Linked DNA regions of Mus musculus: all the other regions are linked to region 3. A link is a contact called in public HiCAR-type, HiChIP or PLAC-seq and promoter capture Hi-C data. All regions are on one chromosome and are shown on one strand. The core of a region is the stretch at or near the end of the contact, and the rest is flanking DNA. Distances in the headings are between cores, read along the strand shown.

Region 1 (3,854 bases), core at 357-2,856, 1.5 Mb after region 3:
TGCTCTTTCATGTATTTTATAGAGCTACACCTTTATAAATAACTTCTTTCAGACTGAAGGGAAATGTAAGCAAAATGTAATACCCACATAATGACCTCAAATGTCATTTTGGAAAGAGCAAGGAAGCCAGAATCAGGAGAAAGAAAAACATAAAGTAAGATGAACAAAGAAGACATTCTACATCATTTAGACCAGCGTGACTGAATGTCCCGCAGGGTTTCCCTGGTAAGTTGACGCTGCAGGAACCACATAATCAACTGAGCATCCTTTCCCTTAACAAACCTCGGTCCCCTAACAGCACTGCTGCCTCTCTCTCCTCTGGGGTTTTTCCAATAAGTTTTGTGTGGCTGCAACTATCTCATCAATATGCACATCCCTACCTATAAAGCTTCTGTCTCCAAACAGAAACCTCTGGGTGTCCTCTGGGGCAGAAACCACCTCCCCTGAGGGAAGCAAAATCAAAGGTGGAGAGGGGCAAACACCGGTGCCTCTGGTTCTCGCATCACCTAGAGCTAGCCAGTTGCAAGCCTGAAAGTCCATACTAGCAGCAGGCTCCTGGGTTTGCTCAGGACCCTTGTCCTGCTAGAGGGGCCAGATAAGCTCAAGTAGGCTGTAGTGCAAATTTGAGACTCCAGAGGAGCCTCTCATCACCCACTCTTACTTTGAAGCCCTGATTTTCTAACTCTTTCTTGACTTCTCTTTGGGGTAGGTAGAACATGAAGGTAGCCTAGGGGTAACAGGCCTGACTTGGGGGGGTGGTGTTGGGGGGACGGAGAGGGCAGGAGTTGCTGAAGGTGGGGCTGGAGATAGCCATGAAAAGAGAGCTCTTTAGGCAACTGCAACCCCAGCATGCCTTCCTTGTTCTAAGGACCAGGACCACTTCCTCTGAAGCAGGAGACAGCCAGTGACTGGGACTAGGGTTGAGAAGCAGTCCCTAAGCACTCCAGGTCGCTGCAGCACCTTTTAAGAACAGCTCAAAGGGACCATAAGCTGGGCCAGAACTCAGTGTCACCTGGGAGTTGGAACTCATATGTGTGTGCGTGTGTGTGTGTGTGTGTGTGTGTGTGTGTGTGTGTGTGTGTGGTGTTCACCCCAGACCAAGCGAGCTCCACTAGACAGTAATCAGGGTCACAGGGGTACCACCAGCAGCCAGGGTCCCTGGGAAGCAAGGCTGAAGGGACGATCTTGGCTGCAAGCTGGGAAACTTGATAAGAAACACACCAGCTGTCTCTCAGGCAGGACGTACTCCCCACCACCACCACCCTGAACTGTCCGATGCGCACGACTACAGCCTATGGATTCACCCATCCTCACCCTCCGCACCCTGCAAAATTCCCTCCCGAGCCCCAGGATCCCAGGCAGGATGTTACCTCTTGCAGAGGCTGAGTAGGGGGCGATAGCAGCGGCAGACACTTTTCAGGATGACTTTCCTGCGTTCTCCAGTGAAAGCGTGTGCGCCCAAGCAGAAGCTGTAACCTGCTATTTATAGCGGCGAGCTCAGCACCCGGGGCTGGGAACCCGGAGGATGGTAGCGTGCAGGGCGCGGGCCGAGCCTCCCCGCTCCCCGCTCCCTGCTCTGGGCTGGCAGCTCACGCTCCGCCCGCCGCCCCGCAGCGCGCGCCCGGGAGAAGTTGCTCCTCGCCCGCAGCTCACACGCCCCCTGGCACTGTCGCCACGTCCCCACCCCCAACGCCCTGCCTCTCTTCCTCCTCGTCTTAGGCTCACTCCCTCGGAGCGGTCTCCTCCCAATGTCACCAACCAGCCACCAAAGAGGAACAGCAGCAGTCTCGCAACTGGTGCAGCTCGCCTCCCTGCCACAGATGGAGTTGGTGGCCCGACCGCACAGCTCGAAATGACCACAACACGCTGCTTCTGTTTACTGACACCCACCACTCAGACTCTGCTGTCTCTGGGGTCAGCTGCCAATCCTGGGGTGCGGGATCACAGGGGCGAAGCGCGCGGGGCGGGGGGGGGGGGGGGCAAGGCAATCACAATGCGACCCGGACAGGAGAAGAGACTGCAGAAGGCGGAAATGTAAAAGGATGTGAGAAGGTAGCTCAGACTAGTCCCCACTGACTGTCCCTGGGAGGAGGATTGGGCGTTAGAGGAGTGTGAAGCGCTGTCCCACGTTCTGGTGACTTCTGCGTGTCACGGTCCTGAGAACTGCTTCTCCCTTGCCAGTGTTTTCCCCTAGACCCAGACTGAGCAGACCTGGGCACAGGGGCAGCCCACAGCCACTCCCCACCTTGCAGAGTGCCTAAGTGTTCCCAACCACCAGGCTCATGCCTTTGACAGCCTGGTTGTGTGGAGACAATCCGCCCTCGGTGTGTTTGAGGTGTCAGAAAATTTTGGTGTGTAATCACGCTGTCTGGAAAGAGACTGAAACTCCCCCACTTCCTCGCGAACAAACCCGAGGGGTGAGGGGTAGTCTGGATAGTCCGGCCTGTGGGGGTGGGGCAAATGACTCTCTCCATCTGCGCCTTACAGGTGCCACCTGGCGGCTTTCCTAGAGAGGTTTTGTCCACTCTGCTCAGAGGTAATTCTTCTCAGAGCTTACCCACAAAGGCACACTAGTCCTTTTTCTTCCTTGCAACCCTTTAAACTGGCACTCTAAATAAAGTAAAAACGCGTGTACACAAGTGTGACATTTGTCACACAAAGAGCCTGGAATCTTAAAGTCAGTGAAATCAATTTGGGTTAAGGCAGTGCTTAACAGTATTACAGTATTACAAAATGGGAAGCTGTGTCTGCCCCCAGCTGTCACCCCTGCTGTCACTGCCTGAATCGAGACATCCATTTACTTCCCAAGTATTTGCTACTAGATATTATCTTTGTTGATGAGGGCAGGGAGTTTGATGGTTTAAATTTATGTGTGTGGGGGCGGGGTGCTAGTGGTGGTGTGAGGGTGTCTTTGGTTGGTTCCGTTGGTTGATTGGGTTGGTTGGTTGGTTGGTTGGTTGGTTGGTTTGGGTTGGTTGGTGGCTGAGTTGGTTAGTGGGTGGGTAATTGAGTGGGTGGGTGGATTGGTTAGGTTGCTTGTTTGATAGGTTGGTTGAGTTGGTTAAGTTGGTTGGTTAGCTGGTTTGGATGGTTAGTTTGGTTAGTTGATTGGTTTGGTTGGTTGCTTGGTTTGGCTGGTTGGTAAGTTGTTAGGATTGATTCCTTTGGTCAGTTAGCTAGCTTGAATGATTAGTTTGTTTGGCTAGTGGGTTAGTTTAGTTGGTTGGGTTGGTTAGTTGGCTGATAGGTTGGTTGAATTAGTTCTGTTGGTCGGTTGTCTGGTTTGGTTGGTTAGTTCATTTGATTAGTTTGTTAGTTGGTTAGTTCATTGGTTGGTTGATTGATTGGTTGGTTTGGTTGGCTAGTTGACTGGTTTAGTTGATTGATTGGTTTGGGTTGGCTAGTTGCTTGGTTGGATTTGTTTGGTTGGGTTGGTTAGTTTGGTTTGGTTTGGTTAGATGTTTGCTTAGTTTGGTTTTCAGATACTTTCTTTAGCCTCTACACTCCCAGAGCTTGGAGTAGTATTGAATACACCATGGCTCCAACAAGTGCTTAGAGACTGACTCAAAACCCTGTGGGTTAGAAGCTGGGTTGCCTTCCTCTCACCCTAGTCCCCAAAGTCCTCCCTTGCTTTCTCTCCAATTCATTTCTGTTCTGCTCAGCCATTATGTCATCATAGGTGAACTGAAGGGGGAAAAGTGGGATTTTGAGGACCAACTTGTCCATTAGACCCTGTCACTCTTGAGGTGTTGGCTATGCACCTGTAACATGCAGTTGCCAGCCATCTTCATGCAATCTACTGGAAAAAATGGTGCAGATCATCTGCTGGCAGAAGTTCAGCCCAGAAAAATACA
Region 2 (3,643 bases), core at 377-2,876, 1.2 Mb after region 3:
TTATATCTAAAACTCTGATTCTGTATTTGTCATTATGGGAATTGAAGACGATTACAAATATCATTTTTAAGAATAAGTATTCACTACACTTCTCCTCGTAGTTTTGGAAACACAGTAAAAAACAACACAAGAGAGGTGACTAACCAAGCAAGGTCCTGACTGATAAGAGACACCTGCTCTGGGGTACTGGTTAGTTCATATTGTTGTTCCACCTATAGGGTTGCAGACCCCTTTAGCTACTTGGGTACTTTCTCTAGCTCCTCCATTGGGGGCCCTGTGTTCCATCCAGTAGCTGACTGTGAGCATCCACTTCTGTGTTTGCCAGGTACCAGCATAGCCTCACAAGAGACAGCTATATCAGAGTCCTTTCAGCAAAATCTTGCTGGCATATTGCAATGGTGTCTGCTTTTGGAGGCTGATTATGGGTCTCTAGCTGCATATGTAGCAGAAGATGGCCTAGTCAGCCATCATTGGGAAGAGAGGTCCCTTGGTCTTGAAAACTTTATATTCCCCAGTACAGGGGAACACCAGGGCCAAGAAATGGGAGTGGGTGGGTAGGGGAGGGTGGTATGGGGGACTTTCAGGATAGCATTTGAAATGCAAATGAATAAAATACCTAATAAAAATGGAATGAAAAAGAGAGAGATAGCTGCTGCCCACTTTGGCTCTAAGGAAAAAGAGTCATGGGACATAGAGAGTCTTGGTAACTCTCCTCTCTATAAAAGTCTATGAAAATTCCCTCAATAAACATGTTTTTTCCAAAGTACATAATATACTAGCTCACCTATAATTTTGAAAATATATTATTTTGCTTCCATAGTTGCTCCTTTATCTAAAAATTTATTGTATCTACTCCAAAACTCAGCCAAAATAATAAATCTTTCTGCCCAACCCTAGGAATGACTCAGTACATAAATAATATTATATGTGGCTTTGGATGTATGAAACTTCATCTTCCTTGATTTTGTTTTTCTATGTAAGGCATAAAATGAAACTTAACATACAATATAATAAATAGTTTGTTTTGAGTAAGAATATTTTTTTCAAAACCAATAATTCTGTCCTTACCTTTCATAAGTTTTAATTTTTGTTGTTTTTCATGAAATTTGGAAGGCTAACTTTATATTACATTTGTGTTCCTATCTGTTGTCAGGCAATCTAAGCTTTGTTGTTGCCACAGACAGCAGACGGGCAAGCATTATTTATCCACTGACTTTGAAATGAGCAATGGCTTGACTTCAAACATTTATTTTATTGGCCAAGTACCTCAGGGTAGGGCCTTTCCTCATTTGTTGTTTGCATATACATTCTCTGGTGATGTTAAGGAAGCAAAAGGTCTAAGTCAAATGTTATTCTTAGAATCAAAACTCATGTTCATAATATGTGTGGCTGGCATTCAATACTTAGTGTCTTACATTACATGACACTGAAACAAAAAAATTTACGTACTTAAAATAATCTATTTACACCTTTGTTAACTGATCTAAATGTTAGCAACCATTATCAGATAGCTAGATATGCAGTTTTATTGAAACCAAGTTACTGCTTATTCTAGCTTCAACTGTCAACTTCACACACACTTGATTTCTCAGAAGGGAAACACAGCTGGGGAATTCCCTAGACCAAATTGGCCTGTAACCATGTGGGTGGGGGATTGTCTTGATTTCTAACTGGCAATGGAGAGCTCAGCCCTCTGTGGGTGTTATAATTTTTTGGACAGGAGGTCCTGAGCTGTATGAGGAAGCCAGCTGAGGATGAGCCTCCATGAGTCAAGAAGCACCTTTCCCCTGGAGTTTCTGCTGTACTCACTTGGATGCGCTTTAGTTACCTAGTCCAGAGAAACACTGCATAAAATAGAAAGTAGGCTTGACTTTGATTTCCTGCCTGGACTTCCAGCAGTGATGGACTATGACCTGACAACATAAATCAAATAGAAGCTTTTACCTACTAAGTTACTTTTGGTCAAAGTGCCTTATCCCAGCTACAGAAATGAGATAGACCCTGTTTTAATGTGCAATTTAAAGTTGTGGTCATTGGCCTTTGCCCAAAATTGAAATGACTCTTTAGAAGCATGAGAATGTTGCTGCTAGTTGAGTTTGATTATGCTTATCAGCAAAAAGTGGAAAGATAATTGAACTGCATTTATAACACACACACACATACACACACAAGCACACAGACAAACATACACACACACACACACACACACACACACGGCCTTGGACATCCACTTTGAGCATATCCAGACTCCCCTCAGCACACTATGTATTTGTTCTGTGATGTGATTTGTTCTGTTCCACTTGTAGTCCCCACATTTTATACAGATTTACTGTAGGGTTGTGCTAAAATGCATGCACTTAACAACTGTGATCAACTTTTAACAAGTAGTGACTACTCACATTGGGTATGTCTCCTGCTCTGTTTCCTCACACACTGATTTTGTCTTGTAACCAGGGACCACTGAACAGTTGCATAGAGGTTGTGTTATAATGTAAGTGACAACATTGCCATGTTGGCTAATATTTTTAAAGTTTTAAAAGAAGTGATCAAGTCAATAACACTTAAATATCAGGACAATGAGTGTAGTCCATAGATTGTGCAGGAAAATGCAAGTAGTAAATTTTGACTAAAATTGGCGAGTTCTGAGTCATCACTGGTTCTGAAGGTGATGGCAATGGGCAGTGGGAGAAATAGGTTCTTATTGCAATGAGAGAGTGGAGTGATAGGGTCCTTAAAGGAAGTCCAGCATACTCACCTTGTACAGAGACTGGAGAACTACATACAAGATGTTGCTCTCATGAACAATGGAAAAAATTACCAGTGGAAAGAAGAGAGAAGCAGGCATGGGGGAGAATGCCTACCAAGCCTTAGCAACTAGCTATTAGCTGAAAATGCAGGAGGAAATTAAAGCAGCTCTCTAATTGAAGAATTGTTTCCAAATAGCTTCAAAATCACTCCAAATAAATACTTCAAATTATTTCATAATTTACCAATAAAATTTGAAGAAAATAGTATAAAACTGAATTGGGTACAAGTTTAAGATGGAACCATTCTTTTAAAAAAATGTATCATTTTTATGACCTTCTATCAACTTTAAACCACACTGGAATATCTTTCTGTATACTTAAACAAAATCTAAACAACACCATTCTCATCTGAAACTGAGGATTTTGCAAAACAGAACTGTTCACTGCACATGACCTTTACACGATAGGAAGCAAATAGCACAGCTTGGTCTTGATTGCTAATCATCCACTCAGCCCTTACATAAGTGGTGTGCTATACTCCTTCTTTGTGATCATTATTTTTTAAACACTGAACATACTCAATACCCACTGCTAAATTGATTAAATCTACATGGCACGAAGGGCAGCCAACAATCTGGAGTGTTTTTAAAAATGGGGATTCATTAAAAATTATTTATTGCAAATTCTATGACAGGAATCAACAAAAAATAATGTTGACATTCTAGCTATGATCTAGAGAATTCATCAGCAGTACATGTACATGAGTATATATTCATATCAAACAAGGTCTTGATTGTAGATATTCACTCCTAGAACTACACTTCGAGCCATAAGCTTTCAAGCAAACACACATTCATTTGCCTGAATGCTCATAACACTAAAAACATTAGTTCCTT
Region 3 (3,601 bases), core at 1,095-3,594:
TGCCTCCCAACCTGTTTTCCAGAAAGTTAACAAATGCCCTTGACTACAACAGCTGGTGTTGGTTACTCTGGGCAAACTAATTGTATATTTCACGAATAGATGCTATGAACTCTTGAAAGAGAGATCTGTCTCTATAGAAAATATGTCTGCACGTACAGCCAATCTGCATGTTCCATCCCAGTTCTTTGCTTATTAGAAGCTTGGGCTTTAATTGCAACAATTGTTCTGATTGGATGACTCTGCCCAGAACGACACTCCAGTCATTTCTCCCACATCCTGCTTGCAGGAAATGCTGTGAGGGAAAAAAGGACCCACCTCTCAGGTGCCTCTGCATGAGCTTGCGCTCAAAGAAGGCAGTTTCCTATAACCAGTGGCCTGTGCTAATAAATATGAATAACATAGTCTTGTTGCTTCTGTTACTTCTCTCACGAAAACACTGTTTATAGACTGTGTTGAATTGGGGCAATCATGCTTATTTTTAGTCTGGCCCCTGTGGTCACTGACAAAGGTCTTTCTTGAGTGCATCTCGAAACCAGATGCAGGCAGAAGACAACACAGCAGTAGAAAGTAATTCTAACGTTGTGGCTATTCTTGGCTTGTTGGGCATTGCAATGTTTCACCCATGCTCCCCGTCAGTCCATCTCTCTAGATGACAACCTGGCAGAGCTTTGAATATTATTTACTTATGGTCCCAGCAAGGGGAAGGGCTCCTGAGAAGGGCTGAAACCTGACTTGGGAGAGCAGTTTGCCGATGGTCAGCTGCAGACAGGTAAGTTGACCTGCCTCTTGATACACAAACACTTGCACCAGGTATGTATATCTGATACACACAACGAAGCGCAGAGACAAGTTATTAGAACTTCCGGTTCCAAACAGGTGCTGAAACGGGTCACTAACAAGAACAATATCTCAGCCCTGTTTCCCAAATCTCACTTTCCAAATTCTCCTGGGAGAAGACACTCCACAGCTTGAACCCTCTCCCGAACCAGACTCTCCGATACTCCCCCAACATACTGAAACCTCTCATGCTTGTAACCTGTCCCCCAAGCGACGCACAACAAAACTTAATAGGTTCATACATAAGAGACTGGTCTCTGGTGCTGCACGGACTTCTCAGCCAGAGGTGCCCCGGAGGCGGTGCTAGATCTCCCTAGACGCTTCTCGGGCTCCCCTCCCCCACGTCCGCCAGGCACCCCCCGGGTTGCTCACCTGCGTGGGGCATGGTGATGGTCTCGTTTGTGTTGGAGCCCACGTTAAAGATGACCACAGCGGAGGCGTTCTGCAGGAACGCGTTCCGGATCTTATCCCTGTACGTGCAGTTGCCCTTGGGGATGAGGGCTATCCAGTGCTTGCCGTGGGCCGGCGCGGCGAACTTGGTGTTGGGGTCGCAAGCCAGGCGGTCTTGGGCCGAGCTGGCCATGACCACCTCGCCGCGCGCGTCCTGCTTGGGCGAGTGCTCCCCGTATCGCCCGCACTCGCTCTTCTCCGTGTGCAGCTCCGCGCCGCCACCGCTGCCCGCCACCGCGGCCCCGGGCTCGGGCTCCAAATAGGTGATGTTCACGAAGGCGGTGTACCATTCCTCCTTCTCCGCCACGGTGAAGTCCAGGCAGAGCAGATGCACGAAACAAAAGGAAAGCAGCCATGTTGAGAGAGCCAGACTGCGGCACGCTTGGATGAGAGACATTGTCATCTCTCTCCTCCGGGGTCCCCTCCCCGCCCCCTGCGCCCTCCCCCCGCTCCGTCCCTCCTTTCCCTGCCCCGGCCAACCCCGGGCAGCCACTCTGGTTCTCCTGTCGCTGCGACTCACTCCCTGGCCGGCGGAGCTCCGGCTGGGACGCGCAGACGCTGCGGAGACCGGATCCGGGACGAGCGGGAGAAACCCGCCCTGTCCCCTCTCAGCCGAAGCGCGGCGCTGGCATCGGGCTTCCCGGGTGATCGCGGCGCGGTCGCGGAGCGGGCGCCGCGCACTTGCGGGGGAGTCCGGCTGCCAGGCGTCCTGTTCCTTTGCCCCGTGTCGCCTTCTCTCATAGAGGTGGCGGGGTCCTCGGGTTTGGAAGGGGTGGCGGCTCTGCTTGTCGCGGCCGAGCGGGGCGGGGGTGGGGTGCTGGAGATCCTCGGTGCTGGGACTATCGGTCCCGCTGCAGACGCGGAGGTCGCTCCTGTTATGCGTGGGTTCCCATGGGCAGTAGGCGCTGCGCTTCTGGCCAGACTAGGTGGCTACGCCCGGGACACTCACTTGCCGAGGGAGGGGGAGGTACGGGGCAGATGGGATGGGGGAGAGCGTGAGGAGAGGGATACAGCGTTTTGTGTGTGTCTGTATTTGTGTGTGTGTGTGTGTGTGTGTGTGTGTGTGTGTGTGTGTGTGTGTGTGTGTGTGTGTGTGTGATGTGCGCGTGCAAGGAGGAGCTTAGTATGATGTCAAAGCTCCTGGGCTCCCCTTGCAACGCTCACTCTGTCTCTCTTCCTGGGCGTCAGCGACCTCTGCTGGGCCTCAAATTCAGGCTTCGACAGTTGCGGGCAAAAGGTAAAAAGGACCTTCAGGCCTTTGAATTGGGAACAATTAATTGAGGGAGTCTTAAATACAGCAAAGTGTAGGAACCTCTCTGGAACAGCATTTCCGTTTGCTGGAAGATGTGCAGAGAGTTCTCTGGTATTTATCCCAGCACTGATTGGTCATGAGGCCCCTCCCCCCCGCCCCCCCAGACCTGAATATTTAGGACAGTGGCTGTCAGAATTCCAGTTTTAAACCAGGACTGATCAGCATGAATTCAGGAGAATTTCACATTTATTAAGTCAGGGGTGGGGTCCTTGGTGATGCACACTCTGCTGGTCTAAGGACCAGTCTGTGGTGTGGGTAAAAGTGACTTCTTTTCCTCTGCTCTGGAAGCCAGCTCATGGCATGGCGTTAGTTTTCTTAGAAAATGGACCTCTCCTCATACTTTAAGATTGAGACATTTTGCCTCCATTCCCACTCTAATAGCCCTGCCTTAGAGGATTCACAGCGTCAGTAGGTGGTATGTGTGTGTGTGTGTGTGTGTGTGTGTGTGTGTGTGTGTGTTCGTTACCATTTTAAGCTGTGTTTTCCAGTTGTGACAGAGATTAAAAGAAACCAGTGGAGAACAGTTTCCTAGAGTCGTGTTCTAATAGCAGAATTCTTTAACAATTAGATATCTGGTTGGTTGTTACACTTCCTCATTAATGGTTTCTGTAGTTTCAGAAACCAGTAATATAAAATGTCTACTTATTTATACATACACAAATATGGTAGTGCTTAATGATTTACATTATATCTTCCACCTGGTTCTCTTTCCTGTGCCTCTCGAGAAGCACTGAGAAGCCCAGCAGTTTTTGTCACAATATACACATCCTAGGTCTGGACATCACAAAACAGAAGATGGATTCTGGATATATCCTATGTCTAAATATAATCCTCAAAGGACGAAGGACTTGAATGATTATTAGGGGACCAGTTGTTGGTAATAGGAAGGAGTTGTAGGTACAATAGATCAGACAGGTTGGTGTTTGATGTGTTCAGAAGCCATAGTGAGCTCATCAGGGGTGGAGAGAGATGAGCGATGGAAAGAATGAGATGGGATTAATG
Region 4 (4,031 bases), core at 709-3,208, 1.3 Mb after region 3:
GCTTGCTGTGCATCCAGTCTCACTATATCAGCATGCTCTAGGTACAATGAGAGACTGTGGAAAAGTGACTCAGGAAGATACCAGGCATGGACCACCGTCCTCCACATACTCATGGATTTCTGGCCATCTCATGTCCACAGATGTATATAAACCCATTTACTGAGAAAGAGTGGGGGTGAGAATCATGAGTTAACTATTAATAAAATAATCATCACAGTAGTAACTATGAGTAAATAAGTTCAACCCCACACAGAACTTTGGGGTCTAGATATGAAGAGCTACCAAGCACCTATTCAACAGGAGCACTTCTATACAGGGCCCCTTTGTGTTATCAACATGGGGTGCAGAACTTCCCAGGGAAGACCCTTTGTCAGTCATCATGTTAAGACAATACTCTCTAGTTCTTCAGCCATCCAACTATCAATACATTAAAAACAAAGGTGTGTTTTAATTGAAACATTAAAGCCTTGAACAGTTAAATTTCAAGATAGACAGTGATTGTCCATGAAGGACCTATTTCAGTCTTGATTGTTCCATTTTTCTTTTCAGCAGGTGACCAGCTGGCTGGATTCAGCAAGCCTCACCATTCACCACCTTTGAGTCTGAGTCAGAGTTCTAGAATCACTGCTCATGAATTTAATTACAGGTTTTACTTGGTAGAGTCAAACCATACTTGATCACTTTTAGTCTAATTTTAAAATGGTATTTTAACATCAGACATTAAAACTTCACATATTCCTATTAATTTGGTTTTCTCCTACCGTGCCAAGAACATCAGCCAAGAAATCATCAGGAAAGCAAATTGCTCTTTGCTATGCTGCATTCCCAAATTACCTGGCATGTGCCAAGTCCTACTGCCACTCTTACCTGTCACATCCCCAGAGGAAAGGACTTCAACTAACAGGATTCTCTGTTTTAACTTCACTTCCAAGTTAAAAGGCTATTTGGTTTTTCCAGTAATGTGGTTATGTGGTTATGACTAAGCATCATAAATCATTATTTATAGTCATTCATGTCTAAATAACTATAAAAATTCAAAAGGATGGAAAGTTAGAGAATCAAAGGCCCCTCTCCAGACTAAAACGGCTTCCAGAAATTGTATATTTCAAGTGTCTTCCTTTAGCCACTTACTTGTGTGCTCTTAGAAATTGAAGTCATTGATTTCACAAAATGCATTTAATCTTAATTGTTTCTACCAATAGTGTATTAGTTCATCAACTACAATTCTAGAGCTGGTCTATCAATCCTCCATATGCCCTCTCCACCATCTTTGATTTCCATTAACCTGGCATTTTATGTGGGTTTTTTGCTTAGGAATTAGGAAAAGTTCCTGAAATATGAAAGTCACCTGGAACCCACTGGCATGGCCATGCTTGTCTTTCCTCACTCATGGCTCATGTTATCCTCAGGAACTCTGTAGACACGATGATTTGGCTTAAACCTACAATATGGACATGAATTAAACTCTCCACACAGACCTTCAAAAATAACAAAATCCAAATAGTTACATAAATTCTCTTGAAAATATCTCTTCTCATCAGCCAAGGAGAGTAGCAATCCAGCCTGGCTCTAAGCTTTTATATAGGAAAAGGTCACTTGACCAGGTAAGTTTTCAGTCAAACATACAGACAACATAAGTAAGTATATTATTCAGCCAGGTTTTGCATAAAATTCTACTTTATTGCAATCTTACTCAGTATGTATTATTGACTGTATGTGCGTGGTCCTTTAAGCAGTCTCAAATACACCTTAGCATCATTTTCTCAAGACTATAGTCTTCTGTTGAGTCATGCACATGAAGCTGATCTTCTTTCCTAGTATAGACACGATATGTCTATTCACACATAAACATGAGAGCAGGCTGCCCAGAGCAACTGATTTCAAATAACCCAGAGCTGCCAGGACCACACCAGGGTCTTAACAAGCAGGGAAATCCCCTCAACCAAATCAGAATTCTCAAAGTTCGGAATGCAGTTCATTAGCGAGATAAAAGGCATTGGAAATGAGAGCAACCCTTTCTCCACCTCTGCTGTGGATGCTGACTAATTAGCTGCCTTTGAGTACGGGGTAAAGTTGAAGAGAAAGTAAAAAGATTAAATGGATAGGAAAGGGCAGGTATTTAAAGCTTAAGATGAAAGGATGTGATTTAAAGTGGCATTAATTTTTACATTAAAGCAAACATCTGGATAAAAGAAGGTCAAAAGTAGAAAGAGTGGAGAGAGGGAGAGGAAGAGACCAGAGGGAGAAAGGAGAAGAGAGGGAAGGAGCAGAGGGTGCAGAGAGGGGAAGGACAAAAAGGCTCCCTAAAGTTGTTTTCTTCTGATGCTAGAAATTAAAATAACAAAATAATAAAAATGATTAATAATGAGAGGGAATTATGAAAAGAAGGTCATATAACAGAAAGCAGAGATGTAGTCACATTTACTACCACGGTTTCTAGTAACATGTCTCACAATTACTTGGAATTTAATGTAACAAATTTTATTGTGTAGGATTTTAATGTTTCAGTCTGTAAGGAGTATAGCTGGCAAGCCTGTTGTCTATGCTTCTCGATGTCTGCTCATATTTATCCTAAGTCCATGCACCAACAACTCTAAAGATCATAAAAAGCACAGCAGTTTTCTGTTCTGAGGGCAATTTTGTCTGTCTGAGTCTCTGAGATGCTACATGTCTACCATTGTATTCTGTGGGCTTCAGCTCACTTGAAGAAGGGTATGCTGCAAAAAAGATTTTATCTGCCTCTGACATTTGAAAACAAATGTTCTAATGATGTGGAAAGTGATTTTGCAAGAAATTAATTAATTTTACCAATTTCCACTTCTCTTTACATTTTTCCTACAGACAGAATATTCAAGGTAATTACTTGGCAAGAATTCCAGTCTTCCCCTTCCCTCCCTTTCCCTTCACTTCCCTTCCCTCCCCTTCCCTTCCCTTCCCTTCCCTCCCCTCCCCTCCCCTCCCCTCCCCTCCCCTCCCCTCCCCTCCCCTCTCCTTCCCTCCCCTCCCCTCCCCTCCCCTCCCCTCTCCTTCCCTCCCCTTCCTCTCTCCCCTGCCTCTCTCCCCTCCCCTTGCCTCTCCATACCTCCCTTCCAGTGTTCTTCTCTACCCCACCTCCTTCATTCCTCATCTCTCCTCTCTCCCCTAAAACAGTACCTACTCAATGTAACCTTGAACTAGGATTGAAATAAAACAGATTTTCTAAAGAATTAGAATTGTTATCCTATTTTGAAAACTGACACTTGTGTCAAGTGAAAATAAACTCTAGAAAAAGAACCACATTTCTACAATATATTTCAATTACAGGAACAATCTTTAAAGTCCTAAAATTATGTAACTACTAAGATAACTATGTTATTGTGTTTTCTTCATTAAAATAGCATCACTGACTTTCTTGCAATATAACCCGATGAAAGAGATTATATCACTTTTGTACAAAGATCCAAACTTGAATTGCAAGGTTCACCCCACAGGGGGTACTAAGATGGGTCAAGGACCAGGTAGTTACCTGGAAACACTGTATATTGAAGTGCAATCTTATCCTCTCACTGATCTGGATTCAGTGATAGAGGCCAACTAGGCTTTGAAATAATTTACATGACAAGATCAGTATCATAGTGAATTGATTGAAATGCAGACAAAGTTACATTAACCACATTGAACTGTATAACCAGGAACATGAACTAAAATTTTACATAGCATGGAAAGACCAGATCAATACGAATTGTTTAGCATTTTTATCTATCTTAATATACAATAGCAGAGAAATTGTTTTAACTTCTGCCACAATGGTTTGGAAATCTTAAAATTCAGGGTAATGATGTTTCCTTGCAAACATATGTCCATGTTGACCATTTGACTAATCTGACAGATATTTATTGCCATTTCTGTAGCCCAAAAGTAGGTTCTATTTGAAAGGGAAACCTGTGTCATATAATTACCAGTACCCTCACTCATTACCAGTACAGAGAAGTCAAGTTCCAGCCACTCCCAGATCCAAGGAGAACATTCAGGTAAGCCTCAAGTTCATCATC
Region 5 (4,004 bases), core at 662-3,161, 2.0 Mb after region 3:
TATGTGCGTGTTTGGAGCGGGAGGGCTTTGAAATTTCCTATGTTCAAGCTATGCCTGGTGTGTCACTCAGTCTCCTTTTGCTGCTTGTGCAATATGTGGAGGCATATCTCATGGGCTCAAGCATAAATCTTAGGCAATACTTTTAAAAATTATTCATTTTATGTGTATGTGTGTATGTGTGTTTTGCTTACATGTATGCCTGTGATCCATGTGCATGCCTGATACCTATGGAGACTGGAAAAGGATAGCTGACCTTCTGGGACCATAGAGGTTTAAGAGTAAAATCCAGATTCTCTGCAAGAGCAGCCAGTGTTCTTCACCCAGAGCCATTTGCCAGGTCTTAATGCAACACTTTAAATTCATCTTCTTTTTTGGAGATTGGTTCTTATACTCTATCAAGCTTAGGCTGACCTAGAACTCACAATAATCCTCCTGCCTCAGTTTCCCAAGTGCTGGGGTTGCAGGTGTAAGTTTCTAACTGCAGGTGTAGATTTTTGTATATAGAAATGGAATAAGTGAAACTTATTTGGGAAAAAAGCTCTATTTGAAATTCCAAAAGTTAAATAATACAAGATAGATTACACTTTTCCATTTCAAAAGCACTTTATGGCAAAAACAAAGGGCACTGTCTCTTCTTATATGCAAGGGCTTTTGTCTTATTATTAACTTAGCATCTACTTTTCTTTTCTTTCTTTAATTTCTTCACTCCTGCCTCCATGTCTCTCTCTAGTCTTTCTTTCCCTCCCCCTCCCCTACCTACCTTGGCAGGCCTGGGATTACAGGGGTTCTGCCAGGCAGGGCTCCCAGCACCTTTTCCTCTTTACGACCCCCAAGGTTTCAGACTCAGAACACACATTTATTAGGAGAGCCCCAAACTCATGCTTCTCAGAAATGCTTGTTTATCTATTTGTATTTTCACACAAACTCCCTTTTTGAGACAGGGCCTCTTTATGTAGTCCTGGTCGCCTTAGAACTCACTTTGTGGACAAAACTGGCCTTAAACTCACAGAAATCTGCCTGCCTCGGCCTCCCAAGCGCTGGAATTAAAGACATGCATCACCATGCCCAACTCTTTAAAATTTTTGTCTGATTATATTGCCTTCTAAAATTTGTTCCAAGGCTTTGTTTCAAACACACCCGTAAAGAAGAGTCTGTTACAAGACTGTGTCAAACTCAGCCCAGATATAATAACTGTAAAACACACAAAAAGGCAAATAGAATTAGGGTACCCAGAATGATTTCTTTTCCTGTCCAACATCCTAGCGCAGGTTTTAAACAAACACAACGCCAACTGGAAGAAACAGCCCATGAGTGGAAGCAGTGTGAGACTTTATCCTGTCTTAGAGATACACGCAGCTGAACGCTTTGTGGAGGCTAAGCGGTAGCATCACTCGGTAGAACAGCTCCTGGGTCAGGCCCTAGGCACCCAGGAGGTCCCCCACCCCCTTGGTCTCTGGGTGCACAGTGAGGGTCCTAGCGCGCTCCTGGTCCGGGAGACGCAGTCCTTCAGTCTCTCGAGCAGCCAGGACCCGCTTGAGTGAGTTCTCCTCCTGGCTGGGTTATTTTTTCAGACTGTCAAGTAGGGAAATCCTTCCGAAAACTCTGGATCGCGAAGGCACAGCCGAGTACAAACTCCTGACCCTGGGGGTTGTCAAGATGGCAAACTCAGTCGGAGCTGGCGAGAGTGCCCGGCACTCCCGCTCTCACACTGGGGTGGCGCTGCGTTCCCGGAGACCGCCGCCTTCCATAGCGCGCGGGCCCGGGGCGGCGGGGCGGCGAGGACCCCAGCGCGCCTGCTGACTACAGATCCCAGGGTGCCTCTGCCATCTCGCTCCCTCCCAGCGCCGGCCCCGCCTCCCCAGCCCTTGTTGTTTTGGCTGGAAGCGCTCCGGAGGAGTTTCAGAGAAAGTCTGGGCTGAAGCTAGAGGCGACCGATCGTGGGAAGGGGAGGCAGAAAGGCTAGGAGGAGGAGGGCCGGGGCCCAGGCCGCGCCTCCCCGAACCCGCCGCGCGCCCCCGGGGTGGGGGAGGAGCGCAGGGGACAGGACAGAGGGGTCCCTCCCCGAAGCAGAGCCGCCCTGCGCCTCGTCCCTGTGCTGATCCCCGCCCTCATCCGAGGCTGGAGCGCAGACCCACCCTCCCACCGCGGACCCGCGACCTCCCCGACGCCCGGCGACGCCCTGACCCTCGCTGCTGGTCCGCGAACTCCCTAGGCTGATCAGGACCTGCCCCTGTGCCGGCTGCCACCCGGACGCCGCACGCCTTCCCAGGCGCCCTTTTCCGAGCAGAGGGAAAGAGAAGATCGAGCCCCTCTCAGTGTGAATGCGCCAACGGGCGGAGCGGAGCGGAGCGGACACCGCGCGCGGGCATTGTGTGTGCGCGTGCAGCGTGGGGTCCGCAGCGGGGAGCACCCGCGGGAGGTCCCGTTTCCAAGGGGCGGAGCGCAGGGCTTCCAGTTCTGGGCTCCCTGTCCGGACAGAGTCCCAGCGGAGCCCGACCGCTGCCTAGGCGGCGGGACGGCGCGCCTGGCGGCCAGGAGGGCGCACTGAAAGAAGGTCGGCGAGCCCTGGTCCCCGCGGTTCCCGATCGAGTTCCTCTTCAGTCCGCGAATCTGCGGGAGAGGTTCGATCGCCGACACAGGGCGCGGGGAGCCGGGCCGCCCCGTCGGGGGAATCTGAGACGTCCTCTGGGCTGCGTTTGACTGCCGTGCCCGCCGTGCACGGAGCGCGTCCACTGTGTCCACCGACCCCTTTGGTGTCTGGTCCTCGAGTCCTCACGGCGTGCACCATGAGCGGCGGCGAAGTGGTTTGCTCGGGATGGCTCCGCAAGTCGCCCCCGGAGAAGAAGTTGAAGCGTTATGTAAGTACAGGTCAGGTCACCGTCTGCCCCGCTGCAGCAGCCTGCGCGCCCGGTTGGCTCTTCCACGAATCCCGCCCTCCTTTTCCTCGATCCGTCTCTCGGCCGGCGGGCTCCGGACCGGGTGCGGTCCACTCCCACCCTGACGTCCACTCGGCGGCCAAACTTTCTCCCTCCATATTGCAGACTGCCTCCCTTGTAGGCCTCGTTGCCTGTTAGAGAAGCCCAGTTTTCCAGCTCAAAACTGGCTGCATACTTTGGTTGTTGTTATTTCCATTTAGCAAGGGTGGAGTGAAACAGGGAGAAAGAGCCTTCTTTTATTATCTGTATCAGATTCTCATGGAGCTGTTAAATCTCCCCTCCCCGAGAAACCGCGGAGGTAGTAAGTACTCATGGGTTCTCGATTGGGTCCGCGCCCGCTCTCCTTTGCGCCTCCAGGAGGTGGAGGGAAGTGAACTGTGGACGCAAGAAGTGGATAATATAGGCAAACTTCTCAAAATATTCGCTCAAGGGAAAGGGGAAAAAAGTTCTTATGAACCCTGCCGTCTGCTTAGCATTTTCATGGTTTTGCTTTGAGGACACTGGATTTTGGCCTGAGAACCCTGGCGGTTTGATTCGGCAGGAGGGCGCTGGGGGGAGCCTGGTGGCTGGTGTTTGGGCGCCTTAGAAGCGCTGTCAAGCCCCGCAGGAGGGGACAGCTGAAGCCAACAGGGATTTCTTGATGCTGGCGTTTCTTTTCCCGGGCACCAGAACGGCTTAACTGGTATTTGCGTAATTGATTCAAGATGCTGATTGTGAGATGACTGTGTTCACGGTTAGGAAAACTGTATCTTGAAGGAGCCTATAATACTTGAGTGGAACTATATCCTCATCGGGAATCTAGGGTCCTAAGTCTTCCTTCAGATTGGCTAATTTTGCGATGTACCCTGTCAGTAAAGAAATGACACTTTGTACCGGCATTTGAAACAAGTATTTTTAGGGTGAAATGTGTTTCCCAAAAGCAAAACGTGTACCCACTTAATTAGAGTTTACTACCTGTTTTGATGAAACCTGTTTCTGGTGGAGGGGCGTCTACACCAAGAATCATCGGACTACTCGCTTGCTTGTGTGAAACCAGGCAATATTTATTTTCACGGAGCTCACCAGCGA
Region 6 (3,568 bases), core at 470-2,969, 1.1 Mb after region 3:
CTGACCCAGAGAGCAATGCATATGGATATGTGTGAGTGTTATGGTAATAGTTTGCTGAAAACAGCAGACAGAGTGAAATTGACCTTATCCAACAAATATCTACCATAAATATTGGGGAAAGCATATGGAAGATGCTTGATAACACAATGTTTGCAGTAGTGAGTTCTTTGGGGTCAGTTGAAGTAAATAACTTAATCCCTTGTTTAAAAAGCAACTGTTAAAGATTTCTGTAAAGCATCATTCCTCTCCCATGTGGTAGTCTCTCTGCCGTCCAATAACCGGAGAACAAAGTTTTTGTTAAGAGACTCACTCAGAGCAAACACAGACAGGTTACAGAAAGGCCAGCTACAAACTACAGACAGATGGAAAGCATAGGGAGAAATGGAAAATTCGAACTTGGACTCACTCTTGGGCAAATGAACCCAGGAAGAAGTCTGAAATTTCATCCCTTAATTTGACATGGAGGGTACAGAGACCTGTGATTCTGAGAAGGTTAACAGGACATGAGAAACACCATAACTCCAAATGCTGTCCTTTAATTATGAAGCAACAGGCACAATTATGTGACTGTAAAAGACCATGGAAAGCAAAGATACTCTTAGGTCCATCTTGGGAATAATAGTCTTCCATCCTGAAGTCTTAGCTTATGATACAGCAGAGGGTTGAGACCCACCCTACCCCTGTTTCCCGAGGGGATACCAGAAAGTCTGTACATTCATCAATCATAAGTCAATTATTTTCTATTAATTGTTTTGACTGAAGGTGAAAATAACGTGGCAATATTCACCTACTTAAAGAACTCAAGGCATTAGCATACAGATGTGCCAAGATAAGGTTTGATCAAAAAAAAGGTATTTCTGAAATATTTTCCTTTACAGGATAAATCAGATTAGTAATCAATTAGGAGTTAAAATCAGGTTTGCATCCATCACCAGCAGAGAATGATGGAGGAGAAGCATGGAATCAGTAGATGGAAGGCCTTTTGAATATCTATCTCTTTCTTACTTTCCTTTGCAATACTGGGGTTAACCCAGAATGTTAGGCATAAGAGACACATTTTTTTTTCCCCAATGAGCCAGGGCCCTGTTCAAATAATTCACAAGTGTCAATCTAGAATATAAGAACTAACTTCATCTTTCTAAACAGGAGTTTGATGATGGGCTAATTCAAGCAGTAATACTTCCTGCCTGCAGACCAGAAGTGGCCTGACTCAGGACAGCTATGCCTAAAATATCTCTAGTAAGGAATCCACAAAAGAGCAGTTCCCTGTAAGGCCACAGCAGGTCACCAGAGTAAAGCCATATTGTCCCCTGAGCCCCCAGAGTTCTCTTCACTGCCTCCTCCCAGGCAAAGCTACTCTGTTGGTGCTCAAAGGGGCTAAAAAACATTCACAGCCTGGGGATGCTGCAAACTGAAGGGTTGCTGAAGAAGCTGGTATTTAGCTCTCAGCCTTGCCAGCATCAGGAGTGGAGCAGCTGTGAGTTTTCCAGGGTTTTTTATTTTATTTTTTCAATTTTTTTTTACAACTTCTTCCCTTCAGCAAGAAAGATTTGTTGTTTCCCTGCCAGACTCCTGCTACATTTGTCTGTTTATTAGCTTAGCTGCATACTCTGTCTAGTAGCCAAGATCGTCATGGCGATAGCCACTTGTTTACAATCTGTGTTTAAATAAATTAACTCCCAGTCAATTATCAGCTACATATCTTTATTTCAATAGAAACTCCGACATCACAGAAGACAGGCCTCTTAGTGGAGGTAATCCCAGACAACAAGAATGACCAGCACAGAAGATGAAAGGAACATTGCAGGACCATTTCCCAAATCAAAGGAAAAAGAAATCTATTGTAAAAAGGGATGTTATTTTCACAGTTTCCCTCCCTCCACCCTCCCTCCTTCCCTCCCTCCCTCCCTCCATCCACCTTCCCTCCTCTCTTTCTCTCTCCCTGTAAGCAAGGTTGCTAGGAATCCAGATCTACTTTTTCATAGCAATTTAGCACCACACGATCCTGCAGATCTTTAGCTGAGTCAAAGGACTATCATCAAACTACTTAGAAAGACAGCAAGATTTAGACTAGCAGTCACAGGGATTGGTTCTTATCTCTTACAGAGACAAAAGACCAGTTCTCTAAAACATGTGAAGCACAGGCTTCTTTATATCATTAATAGTTTCTGAAAATATTCAATAATTTCTTACAATGTCTTTGAAGAAAATGCATGGGAGTAAAAAGGAATATAGAAATCACTCTATCAATCTGGTATTATAAAATATTTTCCATAACTGTTACACCCTCATTAATGTATTTATCACTACTTTATAATAGCAAAATAAGCATATTACTCACAAGCCATTGAGCCTCAACCATGAGTAGACCTCATGTGATGTAAACACTGGTTAAGTACTATTGGGAACCTTTCTGACAACATTGAAGTCATTTAAGAATACCTATTCCACTGTTATTTTTTCAAGATTTAAGAGAGCTAGAATGTTAATGCTTACAAAATTATGGTTTTACTCTCAAGATTAAATTTGCATTTCTTGTTGCAAAGCATTTTACCAATCTTCTCAATCTAAGCTCCAAGTCCAGAATGGAAAGAAGGGCCTGAGACTCCCCAGATTATGTTTCCACTGTCACAACTGTTTCTTCTTTAGGCTTTCTTAATAGGGAACGTCTGTAAACACTGAAAGATGCTGTCTCTCTCTCTCACTGATCACCCTTCTGCCTGTCCTCCCTGCAGTGGCGCTGAGACCACCTGGCAGTATTTCCAGCGCTGCAGCACTATTCCAAACCTGCTAGGGCCACCCCTGGGCCAGCCTTTCCTGCTCCCTATGTGAAGTCTTTGCTCTCAGGCCTCAGCCAGGGTTACTGCCAACACTCATTGGATATCAGTTAAAGCCAACTCCACTGGTCATTTCCTTCCAAAGTCCAAGTGTTGGTAGTGTTTCCTGTTGTCTCCCTTCTGTTGCCTGGGACCTCAATGTCAATTTAAAGGGCTCATTTGACATTTTCTAGAGCCACAGGAGCTTCTGGCATAATAAATGATTCCTTTAAATACTGTATTCAGATAGGTAGTGTGGTTGCCTTCTCCCTGGGCAGGAGGACTGTGATAACTCTCCTAGAGAGTTAGAGTAGTTGCCACTGTCTTTACTTCACATACCTAACATTTGCTTAACCTTTTGGTAGAATGGAAGAAACCCTGGGACTTGAACTCAGAATTCAAGCTTCAATGCCAGTAATGTTCCTGCAGAAATTCTTTGCACCTATAAAATATGCAAAGTACTTTAAAAACTACCCTGACAGTCAAACCTTTAAAAAGAATATGGGAGATACCCTGGGAAACATGGATATTTAGAGCAGATCTTCTGTATTATGCAAACTCTAAGTTAATTTTCATATCAAGACTCTCTAGTTGCAATCACTCCTGACAATAGGTTGAGATGTATACCCATTAGAGCAGCAATGCCTCACAGAAAGGGATCTTGTTGAAACAGGTCCTAACCAAAATGTGTGCTTCTTGTTGCCTTTAAAACTCAAAAAGCATAAACATGGTAAAATGTCTTCTCTCCCATC

What was found. Promoter capture Hi-C pulls out the DNA fragments that hold promoters and counts their contacts. HiCAR-type assays count read pairs that join an accessible place to other places. HiChIP or PLAC-seq counts read pairs in DNA pulled down with a chosen protein or histone mark.
Region 1: a HiCAR-type map of astrocytes shows a contact between it and region 3, with 9 times the contacts expected there. The contact joins the promoter of Inpp4b here to the promoter of Rnf150 in region 3. A contact is called at or near these places in 5 of 39 promoter capture datasets (the 3T3-L1 cell line, cranial neural crest, embryonic stem cells and 1 more), 1 of 15 datasets of contacts at CTCF or cohesin (stem cell-derived epiblast-like cells), 10 of 115 datasets of contacts at active chromatin or transcription factors (the 230-238 cell line, astrocytes, craniofacial prominence and 7 more) and 3 of 9 other capture datasets (adipose tissue, embryonic stem cells and liver).
Region 2: an H3K27ac HiChIP or PLAC-seq map of large pre-B cells shows a contact between it and region 3, with 6 times the contacts expected there. The contact joins the enhancer-like site here to the promoter of Rnf150 in region 3. A contact is called at or near these places in 6 of 39 promoter capture datasets (the 3T3-L1 cell line, the C10 cell line, hippocampal neurons and 3 more) and 1 of 115 datasets of contacts at active chromatin or transcription factors (large pre-B cells).
Region 4: a promoter capture Hi-C map of stem cell-derived epiblast-like cells shows a contact between it and region 3, with 5 times the contacts expected there. The contact joins the enhancer-like site here to the promoter of Rnf150 in region 3. A contact is called at or near these places in 4 of 39 promoter capture datasets (cranial neural crest, hippocampal neurons, liver and 1 more) and 1 of 115 datasets of contacts at active chromatin or transcription factors (stem cell-derived neural progenitor cells).
Region 5: a contact with region 3 is called in an H3K4me3 HiChIP or PLAC-seq map of embryonic forebrain, with 6 times the contacts expected there. The contact joins the promoter of Gab1 here to the promoter of Rnf150 in region 3. A contact is called at or near these places in 1 of 39 promoter capture datasets (hippocampal neurons), 4 of 115 datasets of contacts at active chromatin or transcription factors (astrocytes, embryonic forebrain, forebrain and 1 more) and 1 of 9 other capture datasets (liver).
Region 6: a promoter capture Hi-C map of cranial neural crest shows a contact between it and region 3. The contact joins the enhancer-like site here to the promoter of Rnf150 in region 3. A contact is called at or near these places in 8 of 39 promoter capture datasets (the 3T3-L1 cell line, the C10 cell line, the HPC-7 cell line and 4 more), 1 of 484 Hi-C or Micro-C datasets (stem cell-derived neural stem cells) and 1 of 115 datasets of contacts at active chromatin or transcription factors (the 230-238 cell line).

Annotation. Positions count from the first base shown.
Region 1 is chr8:81,340,314-81,344,167 of GRCm38.p6, reverse strand. It overlaps Inpp4b (inositol polyphosphate-4-phosphatase, type II), which reads right to left and starts at 1,606. Exons shown (of 25, transcript NM_001024617.3): 1 at 1,371-1,606. It overlaps Gm51582 (classical arabinogalactan protein 9-like), which reads left to right and starts at 1,515. Exons shown (of 2, transcript XM_030243908.1): 1 at 1,515-1,914. The coding sequence starts at 1,526.
Region 2 is chr8:81,634,369-81,638,011 of GRCm38.p6, reverse strand. All of the region lies in intron 2 of Inpp4b (inositol polyphosphate-4-phosphatase, type II), which reads right to left. Among named protein-coding and RNA genes, the nearest start is that of Gm51582, 290 kb to the right of the region's middle. Within about 2 kb of position 1,626, at least 33 of the 459 cell types and tissues checked have an H3K27ac peak or open chromatin away from gene starts, as enhancers often do.
Region 3 is chr8:82,862,099-82,865,699 of GRCm38.p6, reverse strand. It overlaps Rnf150 (ring finger protein 150), which reads right to left and starts at 2,344. Exons shown (of 7, transcript NM_177378.4): 1 at 1,210-2,344. The coding sequence starts at 1,690.
Region 4 is chr8:81,525,833-81,529,863 of GRCm38.p6, reverse strand. The region is part of intron 2 of Inpp4b (inositol polyphosphate-4-phosphatase, type II); the gene reads right to left. Among named protein-coding and RNA genes, the nearest start is that of Gm51582, 190 kb to the right of the region's middle. Within about 2 kb of position 1,958, at least 11 of the 459 cell types and tissues checked have an H3K27ac peak or open chromatin away from gene starts, as enhancers often do. A contact at or near this core is called in stem cell-derived epiblast-like cells, where this site is marked.
Region 5 is chr8:80,878,386-80,882,389 of GRCm38.p6, reverse strand. Gab1 (growth factor receptor bound protein 2-associated protein 1) reads left to right here and starts at 1,911. Exons shown (of 10, transcript NM_021356.2): 1 at 1,911-2,858. The coding sequence starts at 2,787.
Region 6 is chr8:81,810,327-81,813,894 of GRCm38.p6, reverse strand. All of the region lies in intron 7 of Inpp4b (inositol polyphosphate-4-phosphatase, type II), which reads right to left. Among named protein-coding and RNA genes, the nearest start is that of Gm25267, 340 kb to the left of the region's middle. Within about 2 kb of position 1,719, at least 48 of the 459 cell types and tissues checked have an H3K27ac peak or open chromatin away from gene starts, as enhancers often do. A contact at or near this core is called in the 230-238 cell line, stem cell-derived epiblast-like cells and stem cell-derived neural stem cells, where this site is marked.